3 separate regions of the Mus musculus genome follow, and regions 1 and 3 are each linked to region 2. The links are chromatin contacts, called in public Hi-C and HiChIP or PLAC-seq maps. All regions are on one chromosome and are shown on one strand. Each heading gives the region's core, a stretch centred on a gene start, on an enhancer-like site or on the middle of the called end of the contact. The rest is flanking DNA. Distances are from core to core; before and after follow the strand shown.

Evidence for each region. A called contact is a pair of places that touch in the nucleus more often than the background predicts. HiChIP or PLAC-seq counts read pairs in DNA pulled down with a chosen protein or histone mark.
Region 1: a BATF HiChIP or PLAC-seq map of CD8 T cells shows a contact between it and region 2, with 8 read pairs. The contact joins the enhancer-like site here to the promoter of Prdm1 in region 2. A contact is called at or near these places in 1 of 39 promoter capture datasets (macrophages), 21 of 484 Hi-C or Micro-C datasets (CD4 T cells, CD8 T cells, the G1E-ER4 cell line and 9 more), 9 of 115 datasets of contacts at active chromatin or transcription factors (CD8 T cells, bone marrow-derived macrophages, embryonic stem cells and 1 more) and 2 of 9 other capture datasets (adipose tissue and liver).
Region 3: a contact with region 2 is called in a Hi-C map of uterus, with 1.8 times the contacts expected there. The contact joins the enhancer-like site here to the promoter of Prdm1 in region 2. A contact is called at or near these places in 1 of 39 promoter capture datasets (macrophages), 4 of 484 Hi-C or Micro-C datasets (cerebral cortex, muscle stem cells and uterus), 3 of 115 datasets of contacts at active chromatin or transcription factors (the SCID.adh cell line and embryonic stem cells) and 2 of 9 other capture datasets (adipose tissue and pancreatic islet).

The regions. Positions count from the first base shown.
Region 1 is chr10:44,402,055-44,404,754 of GRCm38.p6, reverse strand. No RefSeq gene overlaps it. Among named protein-coding and RNA genes, the nearest start is that of Gm35028, 25 kb to the left of the region's middle. Within about 2 kb of position 1,289, at least 23 of the 459 cell types and tissues checked have an H3K27ac peak or open chromatin away from gene starts, as enhancers often do. A contact at or near this core is called in CD8 T cells, Th1 cells, Th2 cells and 2 more, where this site is marked.
Region 2 is chr10:44,457,387-44,460,086 of GRCm38.p6, reverse strand. Prdm1 (PR domain containing 1, with ZNF domain) reads left to right here and starts at 1,339. Exons shown (of 7, transcript NM_007548.4): 1 at 1,339-1,620. The coding sequence starts at 1,579.
Region 3 is chr10:44,498,362-44,501,061 of GRCm38.p6, reverse strand. It overlaps a transcript of Prdm1 not described here. Among named protein-coding and RNA genes, the nearest start is that of Prdm1, 41 kb to the right of the region's middle. Within about 2 kb of position 1,406, at least 6 of the 459 cell types and tissues checked have an H3K27ac peak or open chromatin away from gene starts, as enhancers often do. A contact at or near this core is called in uterus, where this site is marked.

The DNA.
Region 1 (2,700 bases), core at 40-2,539, 55 kb after region 2:
TATTCACTGAGCCACCCACCTAGTACCTAGACACAGTCACTAGTTCTTTGCCAATAAACCAATGATTTTACAATGTTGTTCTGTATATGGTGTATAAAGACAGACTCTCTATACAGACGCATACAGGGACATGGCACTACATGGGTCAGTTGACAAAAATGTTGTGACCACAGGCTTAGGGAACCCATGCTTTCCCTGGTAGCAATGGCTCAGTAGATGCTAACTCAGGGTGACTCTTTACAGGTTAAACTACTGTGCTGTGGGAAATGTGAAACACTGGAATAAACGTGGAGCCCATGTTCATTATTTTGTAGAGAGGACTGCTAGTCTTATCAGAGTCACATGGCTCACTGGAAATATTTCAGTCACTGCTTCAGGCTCTCCATTGTAAGGGCACAAGGCAGATCTTTGGAAGATCTTTGAGAGTGGGGTCCAAGACAGACTGTGCCAGCCAAGGCCACCCTACCAATGGCCCAGGAGATGTTACAAATAAAACCCGCAGAACCCCGGAGCCTAGCCCATGACTAGGATTCCCAGGGTGCTCTCTATCAGCAGAAATGGTATGGCTTTCAGACCTAGGCACGACGTCCTGATTGTCCATTGGCATCCTTGTGGCCATTCTTAGTTTTCTAAAAATATAAACCTAAAGAACAACAACAACAACAACAAAAGACCATAATAACAGCTGCTGGTCATGAATACTTCCTAAGAGTGAGTCCACACTCTTACCACCACCTCGGCAAGAGGTAGGTCACAGCAAGCTCTCATTTGCAGACGAGGAAAAGGAGGTAGAGGTGGGGCTCAAGGCTTCAAGGTCCACCCTGCTAAGCACCAGGCTGACCTTGTGCCATGCAGGTGGGGTAATGACCACTTGCTGAGTTCTCCACCTGAGTCGAGTCCTTTGACTGTCAGAGGCTCCAGTGTGAGTCACCATTAACATCTGACCTGTGTACAATTCTCGGAGGTCCATCAGCTGAAGCCTGACATTGCCTTCAGTCGAAGGACAAACTGTAATTCTTCGGCTCTTCTTGTATCTGGGTGAGGTGACAAATTCGAGGAGCTTCTAAAAATAGCTGGCAAATTCTAGGAGTTGCTAAAAATAGTGTAAGGGAACTCAGCCCTACTAGAGAGGGGATCAGTCTGACCTTTCGCCTTGGGGCCCAGCCCTCCTGAGGGTGACAATTTCACTGCTTCACATGACATTTGGTTTCCCTCGCATGTGGCTTGTTAGGATTGCACTTACAGGAAGCCAGAGAGAGCCTCTAACCTCGTCCTGGGCTATTTCTTGCTGTGTACTCTCTTTCTTTTCTCTCCCTCTTGACTTCCTGGGTTTGTGAGCATCTCACTGAGGCACCAGGGCTAGTGGCAAGCTCACTACTTACTGGGGAAGGTGTGCAATGGGTTGGCAAAGGTAGCCAGGTGGCAGGGCCTGACTTCTGCCACTGCCCCAGCCTCTGGTGTCTGTTCCCACTTCAGTAAACCGGTCCCAGTTATTAGAGATATGCTCACTGAAGGGATCGTTTAATAACTCTATGTCACCTTGTTCTAATCTACACACACACACACACACACACACACACACACACACACACACACCAAAACAAAACAAAACAAAACAAAACAAAACAAAACAAACAAACAAACAAAACCATGAGACAACACACTTACCTCCCCAGGAGATGTCCCAAGGAGTAAATTATCACTCACGGGTGCTTTGAGCCAGTCAGATGAAAGGCTTTCTCTAGAGAAGTGTTGAGTGCAAGTGAGGTCTCCTCAGCTCTCAGCCCCGCTGCCACTTGCCACCCTCTACTGAAAGTGCTCTTCAGGAGAAAAATGTGCACACACTGCTGGGGCAGACGGAGGCAAAACAGAACTAGCTTCTAGGACCGGGTCCATAGTGCCTAACCTGGACTAGCCGACCCTGCATTCTCAGCTTTCTGCATTATTGTCAGGCCAAGGGAACTGGAGTATTCGTGTTCCCATAAATACCCTTCCACAGAAAGTTGACAGCTCGGGAGCCAGAGTTTTCAGCTTTCTTTCTACTTCACCAGTGAGCCTGCCGCAGCTGTGTCAGCCCACCCGCCCTGGATGCATGTTCTCTGCTGCGTTCTGCAGGCACTCTCAGAAATCCTCAGGCTGAAGCATCTCCTCATTAAGAAGAGTCACATCTCCCAGAAACAGAGCAATGTCCCCATAGAATAGGCAACTGTAGAGGTGACCCTCAGGGCTGCTGTGAACTGAGAAAGGAACAGGGAGGGAGGGGCAGACGGGCAGAGGGGCAGAGGGACAGAGGGACAGAACCAAAGGCCTGAGCCTTGGAGTTCCACTGCAGCCTAGGCAGCACTGTGGACAACTGTCGAGCTCTGATGTATTCTGAAGTTGTAATAAACATCTGGCCACATCATAAACTTACTACTTGAAATAAGAAATCTCACGGTGGTATCTCAGGCCGGGGCAGGAGGCCACAAGTGTAGGTCAAGAGAGTACATAGCATGTGGTGAAGAAAGGTGTGAGAACTGCCTCATCTCGGGTCATGGAGGAGTCCTTGGAATGGTCCTGAGGTAGATAGAGGCTTGTCATCACAGGGGCTGTCCCCCACTCCTTCCATCCCCCAGTGTGTGTTTAATGCAGCTACCCCCAGGCTCACCACACCCGCCCTTGGAACCTAAATTAAGCGGTGAGAATGAACCTTTGAAGATT
Region 2 (2,700 bases), core at 90-2,589:
AAAGGAAAACAGAAGAACAAGCCTGTCTTTATGATTGAGTTGGGCTTTTGTTTTGCTGTGTTTCATTTCTTCCTGTAAACAAATACTCAAATGTCCACTTCATTGTATGACTAAGTTGGTATCATTAGGTTGGGTCTGGGTGTGTGAATGTGGGTGTGGATCTGGATGTGGGTGGGTGTGTATGCCCCGTGTGTTTAGAATACTAGAAAAGATACCACATCGTAAACTTTTGGGAGAGATGATTTTTAAAAATGGGGGTGGGGGTGAGGGGAACCTGCGATGAGGCAAGCAAGATAAGGGGAAGACTTGAGTTTCTGTGATCTAAAAAGTCGCTGTGATGGGATGCTGGCTATAAATGGGCCCTTAGCAGCATTGTTTCTGTGAATTGGAGGATCCCTGCTGAAGGCAAAAGACCATTGAAGGAAGTACCGCATCTGGTTTGTTTTGTAATGAGAAGCAGGAATGCAAGGTCCACGCTCTTAATAATAAACAAACAGGACATTGTATGCCATCATCACAGGATGTCCTTCCTTCTCCAGAAGACAGACTGGGGCTGAAGGAAAAGCCGGCCAGGCTCAGAACGAGCCCCACTAATTACTGCCTCCAACAGCTTTCCACTCACTGCCCCCAGCCCAACATCCCCTTTTTAACTGGGAAGCATTCCTACTCTCCATTGTACGCACACGCTCGGAAGCCTGGCTGTGGGTTTGGGCATGAGAGGCAGGGACAACAAAACCAGTATATATGATTATAACTTTTTCCTGTTTCCCTATTTCCAAATGGTCGAAAGGAGGAAGTTAGGTCTACCTAAGCTGAATGTATTCAGTTAGCAGGAGAAATGAAATCCTATACGTTTAATACTAGAGGAGAACCGCCTTAGAATATTTATTTCATTGGCAATGACTCCAGGACTACACAGCGAAATTGTATTGCATGTGCTGCCAAAATACTTTAGCTCTTTCCTTCGAAGTACGTCGGATCCTGTAATTGAGACACCGAGTTTAGGTGACTAGGGTTTTCTTTTGAGGAGGAGTCCCCCACCCCGCCCCGCTCTGCCGCGACAGGAAGCTAGCGATCCGGAGGACTTAGAATACAATCGTAGTGTGGGTAAACATGGAGGGCAAGCGCCTGCAAAGGGAAGTAAGAAGATTCCCAGTCCTTGTTGAAATCCATTTGCAAACAGAGGAAGCTGCCGCGGGTCGCAGTCGGTGGGGGGAAGCCCTGAACCCCACGCTGCACGGCTGGGCTGGCCAGGTGCGGCCACGCCCCCATCGCGGCGGCTGGTAGGAGTGAATCAGACCGTCAGTATTGGTAAAGAAGTCTGCGGCAGGGCAGGGAGGGGGAAGAGTAGTCAGTCGCTCGCTCACTCGCTCGCTCGCACAGACACTGCTGCAGTGACACTCGGCCCTCCAGTGTCGCGGAGACGCAAGAGCAGCGCGCAGCACCTGTCCGCCCGGAGCGAGCCCGGCCCGCGGCCGTAGAAAAGGAGGGACCGCCGAGGTGCGCGTCAGTACTGCTCAGCCCGGCAGGGACGCGGGAGGATGTGGACTGGGTGGACATGAGAGAGGCTTATCTCAGATGTTGGATCTTCTCTTGGAAAAACGTGTGGGTACGACCTTGGTAAGGAACCAGATTCTGTCTTTAATACGATTTGAAACCTTTTATCCCTTTTTCTTTCTTCCTTTTTTTTTTAACTTTTCTTTTCTCCCCCCTCCCCCTTTTAAAAAAAAAAAAAGAATGAAGCCTCAGTAGAAACCAGCGCTTCTGTTTTAGTACGCGGAGCACTGTCAAACATTTAGAAGACTTTTTTCCTCCGTATGAATCATTAACCCTTTCAGTTCTAGACATAATTGTCAATTCACTGAAATTTCAGTAGTGGTTCTTGTCCGCTTCGCCACTCGCTGCCTTTACATTACTGTAACTATCCCGGGTTGACTTAGGTTTTCACTTGTATTTAACATCGTTTGTTCCACATGACCTTACATGTTGGAACTAAATAAGAATGAGATAGTTTAAGTTGTACCCGGGACAAGGACAAGTAAGCATCTTTCCCCTTCTCGGAGCGTCCTATCTAGGGACGAATTGTAAAGACCAGCTCCGGAGAGGGACTCCCGCTGTACTGTGTTTACATTTTCACAAGCGCGCGTTCTAACATGGTTATCCTTATTCCTAATTTTTATCTGCGGCGTCTATGTGGGAATACGTTGCAGAGGCTGTTTTATCTTTCTTGCTTTTCCTCTTTGGAAAGGACTTTTTCCGAGGGCAGATAAGAGGAGGATCCCCAAGTCTTCTGTATAACTTTAGTTACAGTAAACTGTGCCACTTCAGTGACTTCTGGGAATTCATGCACTTTCACATTTAAATAGAAAGTGCTATTTGTGGCTGAGGGCTCCTAAAGGAATTCTCTTCAGGGAATTCTATTGACTTTTTTTTTAATATGTTTTGTTTTTAATTTTTCTATCTGGCTCGAGATGCCCACGGATTAAAAAAACAAACAAAACTGCTGGGTGTTTCCCTCTTCCCCAATTTTTCTTTTCCTGTGGTCCATGGGAGCTCGGGAAGGCTGGTACTCAAGGATGCTGGCAGGATGCAACCCCTCTCAGGCTTGCCTGCTGGAGGATGAAAGAGACTGAACGCGCGCGCGCGCGCGGCAGAGGGAGGGGACCTAGTTGTTTTGAAAGTTGCTTCGCTAGGGAGCTG
Region 3 (2,700 bases), core at 157-2,656, 41 kb before region 2:
CTGTGTGGAGTTCACAGATTCAACAAAACCTTAAGAAGAGTTCATATGTTCTTAAAATTCTTTCCTTCAACAATCTTCCTGCAGTCTGTAAAAGATAACTCTGGTAACAGTCACTTCTTCCTGGTGGTCTGTTGTGAGTTTAGGACTGACATTAGGGAAATAAGTCATTGGATACTTCTTCTACCTCACCTCGCCCCCTCAGCACAGGGCTTTGAGGTGGAGCAAGCATGCTACCATTGACCAAATCCTCAGTCCCACTGAGATGACTCCTTTGAAGAGGCTTGTTTCCTTTTGCCTTGTTGTATAGCTTTCATCAAAGGTACAATCCTATGCATGCATTTGACTTACTGAGCAGAAAAGGGATCGACATACCTTTCTCTGATGTGATCGATGGAAGGGGAGGAACATGGATTTATGGGAAAGGGTGGACTGAAAGAACTCTGTCCACCAAGGATGGGTGGGGCCTAAGAATTAGCTTCTGAGGAGTCCGGGCCTTTGATAAGCAGTTCTTTATTTTTCTTCTCTCCTGTAGGGGATTCTTTTGGCATCTGGAGATATCTGATTGCAGGCAGGAGGATAGAGAGTAAGAGCAAGTACGAAGCAGCAAACAATAAACTTCCCATGTGTTGGGGAACATGGAAGAGCAAAACCACAGAGGGGAAACAGTGATAAATCTAAACATGTCCCGCAGTTAAGCTCGAGCAAATGGCAGAGAGAATGTAAGACGTGCTCCCTTTACCAAAGACACGTGTCCGAGTCTAAGCACCACCTACCGAAACCTACATCTTCTCTTTCCCTCGCTTCCCCCACTTTCACATCACTGAGATTTGCATCCCCACCACCCACCTCATTCTGCCACAATATGCCCTGTGTGATCTATTCAGACCTCATTAAACTGACGTACTGGGCCCACTGGCTCTGCTCAGCCTCAGTTTATTCCAACTTTGTTTAAGATTCGGGAAGTGCTGGGGGCGGGGCAGGACATTAATCGCTGCGCTTGTGCAAACGGAGTGCCAGCTGATTTATGGCAAAGGTTATAAAGGAAAAGTATTAACCATGCCTCGTCCCATTTGGCAAAACCATCCTGCACAATGTCCACAGAAACCCCAAGAGTCCTGTTTTGTGGAAAGAAGGGGGGAAAACTCCACCAAAGATACACTCTTCTTCTTTTGAGCATTAATTAAGACAGTAAATCACGGGCCACATGAAACAACTGTATTCGACAGAACGTGGATGGTCCAGGAACTCTGCTGGAGTTGTGTGAGTGGTCTGAATACCTCCGCCAAAGCCCTAAAGGGAGGGCAGACTTCAAAGGGCACTTTGGGCATGAAGGAGAGATCTGCTCCATCAGGGAGAGAAACGGTTGTAAAGTACAGACTGCAAGGAGAAATAGTGATGAGGACCAGTGCAGAGGGGCAGAGGGTAATGCAGCTGTGGGCTTTTTCTTAAAGGGACCAGATAAGTACTCGGTAGTGTATACTCTTTTCTAAAAGAGGAACTTGGATTTCATCATCTAGGAATGTCTTCCAGATGAAAACATACCTCTGTTTTTAAGGAGAGTAAAGGAAATCGTCTCTGTTTTGTTGTTTTAACATTGGTATTTTTAACCCATTTGAAATGGCCTCTGTCTGTTGTATTGACTATCCACCATATCCCACCACTGGATCCTGGACCGTTTTTTTGTTTTGTTTTGTTTTTTTTGTTTTTGTTTTTTTACAAGCTTCAGTGAGTTCAGGACATGTGAGCCATGAGTAGTTTGCAAAGAGTGACTTTATCTTAACTCACTTGCCTCCAGACAGGGTCAGCACTTCGCACAGAGGAGGGGGAATATTTTGGGGAGACCTTGTGTACGTTCCCCTTCAGTCACTAAGTTCATACTGAAGACCTTCAACGATACTTTTCTCTCCTGATTTGTTTTTAACTGAATGTCTTCGCATTTAGGGCCGAGGGTTTCTTTTTCTTCTGATAGGGCTATGTTTCTATTCAGTTTTCCTTACACTAAGGTGTCCAAAAGCTCCAAATTCATACAGATCCTATTGCCTCTGCCTCCTGAGTGGTGCGCTAGGATTATAAAGCACGTGCCCAGGTTCTCCTTCCTATTTGAATCCTAGCTTATAATGCATACATGTGTATCTATAAGCGTGTAAGTATGGGTATAGTATAACTCCTAGAAAGGAGACCAAGAAAAAGAAATATCAGTTGATAAGGAAGGACAGGAGGCAAGCCAAAGGTTCTGTGAATTGCAAAAGAGGATATATATAAAGACAATTTTTGTTTCCTAGTTTCAACTCTATCCTAGTTTTTTTTTTAATATGTGATAACTGGCATCTCATGATATAATAAATCTTGATGTGGGTTCCCAGGGTTCATCCAACTTGGCATTTAGAGTTTAGCCATTTAGAGTTAGATCCTTGTATATAAAACATTTCATCAAACCTTGACGATTTTCAGCCTTTATTTCTTCAAATAATTTTCCCACCCCCTCTCTCATAAGACTCTTGTGATGGATACGCTGGTTAGTTGGAATATGTCCCATTTGTGATAGACATACTGGTTAACTGGGATATGTCCCACTCATGATGGACACGCTGGTTAACTGGGATATGTCCCATTTGTGATGGACATACTGGTTAACTGGGATATGTCCCACTTGTGATAGACATGCTGGTTAACTGGGATATGTCCCACTCATGATGGACA